Regions from separate parts of the Gossypium hirsutum genome. Here regions 2 and 3 are each linked to region 1. A link is a contact called in public Hi-C data. All regions are on one chromosome and are shown on one strand. Each heading gives the region's core, a stretch centred on a gene start, on an enhancer-like site or on the middle of the called end of the contact. The rest is flanking DNA. Distances are from core to core; before and after follow the strand shown.

The links. A called contact is a pair of places that touch in the nucleus more often than the background predicts.
Region 2: a contact with region 1 is called in a Hi-C map of leaf, with 2.0 times the contacts expected there. The contact joins the promoter of LOC121205059 here to the promoter of LOC121205796 in region 1. A contact is called at or near these places in 2 of 34 Hi-C or Micro-C datasets (both in leaf).
Region 3: a Hi-C map of leaf shows a contact between it and region 1, with 1.7 times the contacts expected there. The contact joins the promoter of LOC121204902 here to the promoter of LOC121205796 in region 1. A contact is called at or near these places in 2 of 34 Hi-C or Micro-C datasets (both in leaf).

Annotation. Positions count from the first base shown.
Region 1 is chrA01:22,195,699-22,198,398 of Gossypium_hirsutum_v2.1, reverse strand. LOC121205796 (cytokinin riboside 5'-monophosphate phosphoribohydrolase LOG1) reads left to right here and starts at 1,445. Exons shown (of 7, transcript XM_041076073.1): 1 at 1,445-2,059; 2 at 2,316-2,413; 3 at 2,501-2,531; 4 at 2,614-2,700. The coding sequence starts at 1,946.
Region 2 is chrA01:21,899,091-21,901,790 of Gossypium_hirsutum_v2.1, reverse strand. LOC121205059 (BRISC and BRCA1-A complex member 2) reads right to left here and starts at 1,371. Exons shown (of 13, transcript XM_041075994.1): 1 at 1,032-1,371; 2 at 804-894; 3 at 527-716; 4 at 327-417. The coding sequence starts at 1,109.
Region 3 is chrA01:21,714,282-21,716,981 of Gossypium_hirsutum_v2.1, reverse strand. LOC121204902 reads left to right here and starts at 1,297. Exons shown (of 2, transcript XM_041075712.1): 1 at 1,297-2,088. The coding sequence starts at 1,321. The coding sequence ends at 2,076.

The DNA of each region.
Region 1 (2,700 bases), core at 196-2,695:
ACCAATACAGCTGTTTCACACACATATCTATACTTCCCAATCTCTCTCCTCTTATCGTACAAAAAGGATCTTAACCCTTCCCTTCCCAACTCTTTTAAATATAAAATAAGACTACTGAATCTTTTTATTTAATCCATCTCTTTCCAACCTTATGGATACCCAACTGTTGTAAATCGTTTTTTTAGAGTTGTTTTTAAGTCATTTTATTTTCGAGGAGTTAATACATGTGCACGTACACTTGGAACCTTCCTTAATACCTTTCGGCCTCTTTGATCATATAGTTGTCCTAGTGGGACAGACTAGAATTCATGGTATCACGTGTCCACAATTCGACTTGTTCCTAATTTTTTTTAAAAAAAATGAAATCTAATAATTTCTTTTTCTCCAATTTCCAATCCTCAATTTCCAAGATCTCCCTCCCACCTTCATCATCAATTTTGCAATTTTTCTTAGTTTGCAGGCAGCCTGTTTTCATTGTCAAACATTTAGTTTTTTCTTACATAATTAACATGGGCAGATTATATATAATCTCCAGCTTGTGGGACATTTACTATCAGAGGACAAACTTCTCTCTCTCAGAAATTATTGAACAATTAATTATTGTCCCACTGCACAAATTGTTTTTCTTTTTTTCATTTCCAAAGGTTAATTCAACCCCACAGAAACAAATGAGACCAAATTCCAAAATTCAAACTGTTTATTCTAAGATAATGTTTGATTACCATGTTGTTTTAAGCCAAGATCCTCGGCTAAAGATTTTGATTTTTTTTTTAAATGAGAAAAAGTGTGGTGGAGCTATCTCTGATTTTGTTTAATCCCTTTTTTGTCTTTCATATTCCTATATAAAAGTGTTGTCACGTCAATACTTTATTCTAAATCACTATATTTCGAATTAAAGACTAATTTCTTCCATTAGTCTTATCCAATCATTTTAATTAAAAGCTTGTCAAATTATATTCTCTCTATATTTTTTAATTCAATTAATTTATATTAAAATTTATCACACTAAAAAAATTGCCTTTAAGAAAATAATATATCATACATAAATGACAGTATTTCCCTTTATTAAAAAAAAGAAAAGGAAATGGACTTTTTATAATGATGAGAAACTACATAAATAATAATGGGTATGTGAATGTTGTTTTTTTTACATAATAAATTTGTTGGTTATATCTTTTTTGAATTTAATAAGATAAAAATTATTGTATTTTCTTAATTAGGGGTGATTTGATAATTTTTTCAATTAAATTGGTATCTAGTAATTTGTGAAATCAAATTAATCTAATATTTTATTATTTGTACAGATAATAATGATATTTATTAGAAAATATGAAATCTTCTCTTTTTTTTTTTAAAAAAAACTACGATGGGGATTATAGTGTAACAGAAAAAGATAAAGAGTATAATTTATTTTTTTTACATTTGATATATTAATGCCTAAATTAAAACATTGAATAGATCATCATGCAAAATGATATTTTATATATATATGATATAGAGTGGGAATGAAGGAGTAAATAGATTTGGGGAGTATAAGCTAGTGTTTATTGGTTGTTGGAGTTGATCATCTTAGATAAGTGTGCGAGTGAGCCATTTTAATTTAAATCAGTGAGAAACTATCGTGAATTAAGGCGTAGTTGAATCCACAAAACAAGGGAAAGGGGAGGGATGAAATTACAAAGAGAATAAAATGATAGCTCAACCGAGCCTGCACAGTGTTTGTGATGAGAAGAGAGTTTGACAGGGACGTAGGGAGGTGATGTGTTGGATAGTGGGGCAATGGGGGGCATTCAGTGTGATTTCATATATAAAATGGCAAACCATCACACCATTTTCTTTCATTCCTCCCTGTACTTTTGGCCTTTGATTTCTCAACAGTTTGCTGCTGACTCTTGTTGCACTGAGCAAACAGGAACCAGAATTACTATTTGAAGCCTTTCCTATTATGGAAAATCATCACCACAATTCAAGATTCAAGCGTGTATGCGTCTTCTGTGGTAGCAGTCCTGGCAAGAATCCTAGCTACCAGCTTGCTGCTATTCAACTTGGCCAACAACTGGTACATATAAATTCTGGGTTCTTCTCTTTTACTTTGAGAAAACTTGTTTTGCAGTTTGAGTTTTGATTATATGTATCTACGGCTGATGAGTTGTAAAGTCATCGTCTGATTTGCTCCGTGATGGTTTGGAATAGAGGAGGAAATTAATGTGGAAAAGCTGAAACGAATAAAATAGTGTGGTTTACCGTATGTAAAGGAGTAATTGCAGGGAATTAAAGACGTAAAGTTTTAATAATGGATAAAATAAAACGTGCAGGTTGAAAGGGACATTGACTTGGTTTATGGTGGAGGAAGCATTGGCTTGATGGGGCTCGTCTCTCAAGCTGTCTTTGATGGCGGCCGCCACGTGTTGGGGTAAATTATATTGTTATTCTACAGTTTGAAGTTTCAGTTGCAGGCCAGGGACTATAATTATAACCCCTTTCTTTCAATTCCCTGTAGGGTAATTCCCAAGACACTGATGCCAAGAGAGGTAAAAATCAACACTAATTGAACTTGCGTCTCCTGTTGATTATCAAAAACCTTTTATAAAAATTTGGATTGTTTAATTTCAGATAACAGGCGAGACCGTGGGAGAAGTAAGAGCTGTATCAGGAATGCACCAACGTAAAGCTGAAATGGCTCGTCAAGCTGATGCCTTT
Region 2 (2,700 bases), core at 122-2,621, 300 kb after region 1:
TGACGGCAAATTTTTATCTTTCAGTTCATACATACGGAAACAGACATGCACAAAATGCAGAAAGGAAATTAAGGATAAAGACGTATATTACGGCTAAATGTGTCATGAAAATGGTCAACATTTAAGGACAGACTTCGTGTGATTAAACAAACAAACATTGAGAAAAATGGTAAAGGAAATGTCTCTGAATTTGCACATTTCCTCATTCGTTACTTTAACCTCAACTAATATCTATAAAAGAATCACAATTCAGGTTAAGAAAACAACACAGCAGGATTTTCAAAACATTCTCCATCAGAAACCAAACACAAATGCCAAGAGATTACCTCTCGTGAACAAATAGTGCTAATCTCAAATGTCAACCTATCATCATCCACTTCTCCAACACGTTTCTTCTGGTAGGCCATATACCGGTCCCTATTTAACAAGAAAATAACATGAACATTTTGGCTATCTTTCCCCCCACAACCATAAAAGATTTTGATTTCCATTGCAATAGCAAGTGTCAGTAAACATCAAGCCTAACCTCAATTCCTGAATTAAAGCTAGTAGCCTTGTCGGGTCTTTATAGTTCCAATCAGACAAAATGTTCCAAAACTTCAAGTCCCCCTCTCCTACACGGCCAGTCATGTGTAATGGGTGAAAATCTTCATCTTCAGGTCCAAATATTATATCCGGTGGAGCCAATGGGAACTCCGCATTGTATATAATATCCCCTGGATCAATGTAAACAAAAATATCATCTAAATAGAAAGCAGTTTTACTGATAAATCTTACATTTTGCAATTAAAAATCTTACAGACATTTAATATAGTCTAAGCAATATGGAATAAGCAATGTAAATCGATCTAGGCCCCCGGTGTAGGTTTTTCCACCAGACAACACTTGCTCAACCTGCAAATCAAAATTACAAGAGAAATTGAAACTTTCGTTACTGTTAAAACGGAACCCTAGCTCTTCATCGAACTAATGTCGTTGATTGAAATGGGCAATTTGAAGATATGGGGGGGTATAGGGTTAGACAGAATTACCTTGATTTTGTCGGGAAAGTGATTGATGAGATAATGGAGCTGAGCTGAAATGAATGGAGGGAAGCCATCGAGAGACATGCCTAGCTCCTTTAACAGGCTCAAAGAGATCACTTCGATGCTTCTTGCTTTGATGAAGCTTAAAGCCGATGATTTTACGGCGACGGGTTTTGAATTACGCGCCGGCAATCAACTGGTCGACCAATAAAGAAAAAAAAAAGGGAGTGACCAGTGAATCACCACCGTTTATGTTTCAGTACTTTTTAAGTTATAAGTTTAAGAATATGATGACAACGGGCATCCTCTTATCAGCCACACTGACCCGGTATTACCCGACTATGGTGAAAGTTTGTATTTCGCTTGCATCATATTTAAACTATACTCATTTTTCTTAAATTCTACTTCTGTTTCTTTTTTTTTTATAAATAGTATTTAAATTATACTCCATTACTCAAAATAGTATGTTGTGCGGAAGCGTGTAAAAGAGTAAAATTATTGTACTAAAAAATCACACTAAGTTCAATTCCCAGGAAAGAGAGGTGGATCACAAGGATCGCTTAAGTATCAGGTCTTTCCTAGCCAGAATATCCCTCAATCGTAATTTAATAGCACAATAAATCACTGCAATCACACACAATTCATGCAGAATAATACAATAAAGAACACAAAATTTAACGAGGTTCAGCAAATTTTGCCTACGTCCTCGGGCACTACCAAATATATTTCACTCCAAAATACAAGTGAGAATTTACAAAGAGAGAGAGAGAAAACAATGCCTTAAGTAGAGAATGGCAAGTTTGAGATACAAAATGAGAGATGGTTATGCCTATTTATAGTTGAGGTTCAGGGATCAACTTGCAAAGTCACTTTACAATTAGGGACCATATATTGCAAATATTCAGATTTTATTATGCTAATATCTCGATACCCATATCTTTGACTTTCCAATATTTGATACCCATATCTTTGACTTTCTATTATTTGATACCCATATCTTTGATTTTCCATAAATATGGATAATTCCCAATAATCTCCACCTTGAAGATTTGATTCGAGTAATCTTATTTTCACACAATTCTCTCTGCCTTTGTCAACAACACTTGATAGTGCCTTCTTCAACTGTTAAACATGCAGAATATTGATCAAGTTCAAACAATGTTCGAACTTGATTGTTGTTACCACCTTGGTCATCATATCTGCGGGATTATCTGCAGTCTTAATCTTCTGAAGGTGAATTTTCCCCTCATCAATAATTTCCCGCACAAAGTGGAAACGTACATCGATATGCTTTGTACGTGCATGATAGACTTGATTCTTTGCTAAATGAATAGCACTTTGACTATCACAATACACATTAATATGCTCCTGGACCAATCCCAAGGTTTTAACCATACCTTGTAACCAAATAGCTTCCTTTACAGCCTCTGTTACAGCCATGTATTCAGCTTCTGTGGTTGACAACGCAACTGTAGACTGCAGTGTAGACTTCCAACTTATTGGTCCTCCAGCAAGAGTAAACACATAACCAGTGGTTGATCTTCGTTTGTCCAAATCACCGGCATAATCAGAATCAACGTACCCAACAACACCTTTACCAAGTGTAGTATCCTGCTTGAACAGTAATCCAATATCCATGGTCTTATGAATATACCGTAGAATCCATTTCACAGCT
Region 3 (2,700 bases), core at 48-2,547, 480 kb after region 1:
TAAATTAATCACCATACCCATTTTCTATTACAGATGTAATAGAGAGCTGTCATTTTCTGTCCCCCTCCCCCTCCCCCTCCCTCTCGTCTCCTTCCCCCTTCCACCGCTTTCTCATCCCTCTCCCTCTTCCTCACCATCCCTCCCCTTCACTCTCCCACCGTACCTTTTCCTCTGCTAACCCTCTCCTAAATTTTTCTTACAGGAAAAAAGAAATATCTAGCAACAAGTTCAAGCATTTGGGGCAGCAAATTGGATGAAATTACGACATCAATTTGAAGCAATTAATTGGAGCAATCGGTGAGAAGGAACAGTAATTAGTAGCCACTATATCAAGGCTGATCGGTGGAAGAAATTTGGCTAACCAGCAGGCTTTTTGAAGCAATGGTCGGTGCAATGGGTAGCAAATACTTGTTCGACCGAAAGTGAATTAGAGAGCAAGCAAGCAGGTCAACGAAGCAGCTTATTTAAAGCACATTGAAGGCTTTTTAGTAAACTATTTAGTCTATTTGATGATTGAAATTGGATCAAATGGCAACTGGTATAAACGGTGGGCAGCAACTATTTTGGGAGCATTTCAATTGACAATTTGTAGCAAATAATTTAGAAGCAATTTGGTCGATGCAAGCAAGGAAAAGAGACTGTGGGGGGAGAGGGAGAGGGTCGAAGTAGGAGGGAGGTACAAAGGGGTAGAGGGAGAGAATCGGAGTAAGGGGGAGGGATGGTGGGGGAAAAGAGAGAGGAATAAGAGAGCAGTGGTAGGGAGATGGAGATGGAGATGAGAGAGAAAAGAGAAAGACGGAAAATGATAGGTCTTGTTTTTTTTTTTTTTAATTTAGTGATTGAATTAAAAATTTAATAACTGTTTTATTTTTAGAGTCAGTTAAGTAATTGATAGTGTACTTTTACCGAAAAAGTTAAATTAATCCTAAAAAGAAAATAACTGTGGTCCCACCAAATCAGACTACGTGTATGGCTTAGATCCTTTTCCCTGTCCGGTCAAACCAGACCTCCCCGAGGAAGTGATGACGGCTACATCAAATTAGAGGATCCATCGGTCAACATCGAATCGGCGGCTGCCGCCCAGGCAACAGTGTTTGCAATCGTTTGTCGGTAAATTAGAAAAATAGTAAAAGAAAAATGTAAAGAAATAGAGAATATAATAAAATAGTTGAAACATGTGAAGGTTAAGTAAACCAATAATGTTATGTTAACTTAAACACGATATAATTAAATACTAATATTACAGAAATTGTTAAGTGCAAAGGTTATGGGCTTCTATAAAATAAGGCACACAGAGTTAAACAAATTAAAGGCGATGTTATGGATGATTTTTCCATGTCTCCTTACAACCAATTAAACAACATTCCAAAGAGAAACATTAGAGTTAATTTTGTTTCAAAACAAAGTGAATACTTAGCTTCAACATGCACCATCCATGGCGGAGGCCTTTTGTTTCCTCCACCATCGTCTCTCACCTTCTCTTATCCTCCTTCACCTTCCATTCTCAACCCGATATTATTATATCAAAATCACCACCTGCTGCCGCCACGGCTGCAACCACCTCTCCTCCCACTTCCAACGCCTACTAAACCTCTCCACGTGTCTCTCCCTTGCCGAACTCGAAGCCTTTCTTCTTCATCATATAAAAACAAAAACAACAAAATCAGAGACCAATCCTTAACACCAAAAAGCTCAAAATCAAAACAACTCATCATCAGTGCAGGCAAAGTAGAAGATCGGCCGAAGAAAGATAATCATTTAAAGCCAAAACAGGCAACAGAAACACAAGCCATAAGTAAGTCGTCCTTTGACATGGCAATGGCACCCGCTAACCCTTTAGGATCCGATCCGAATGATCTCCCTATTGTTTTACCATCATCATACATAGCAGCAGGTGACGATGCCAAAAAGGATTTGGACGAATTTTCAGGTTCTATCTTTCCTCTGTCTCCACCACCTAGCAGCTTGCCTTTGCCTAAGTTTTCGCTAAAATCCAAGCTTAGTTGCAACCCTGGAGCCGCTGGAATCGACTGTGGAGCCACCGACAATCTCCGACGGCTCCTACGTCTCCCTTGAATAAAGGAGAAAGTAAGTTTTCTTCGTTTTGGGAATGGTAACCATTAACAGCTGATTCGAGGAAACCTGGTAGCTAGGTATTACTAGCTAGTACTGTCAATAAAACAGTCAGTCAATGTTGCATGAAAGTTTCTGGTGAAAATGAGAGGATTGAGTGATAAATGAAGTGGAGGACAAAGGTTTTGCATGAAAACATTTATTATTATGTTGTAACTTGTAATCCAGGGGAAACTAGATCCAACTACTACTGCATGCTAAAATCTGCAAAATGGAAAAGGAAACGTTGAATATCTCTACAGCATAATTATGATAAACAATCACCCTCTCAACCCTAATTTTGTTTTTGTTATCTTTAAAAGCTTTTTTATTGCGTTGGAGGCAGGGATAAGCATATTTTACTTTTAAATTCCAACCATAGAATTTTTGAAAAATATAATCATTGATGTTTAACTTTAATTGTAATTAATATAATTGTTTTATTTTGTATGAAATCTTAAACCCTATCCTAAATCCTAATCTAGCTTTTTACCTAAAGTCATAGATATTAAAATTTCAAATTCTAATCCACCTCAGCATAAATTATAAATCTAGTTAAACAAAACTATTATTTATTAATTTTATTAT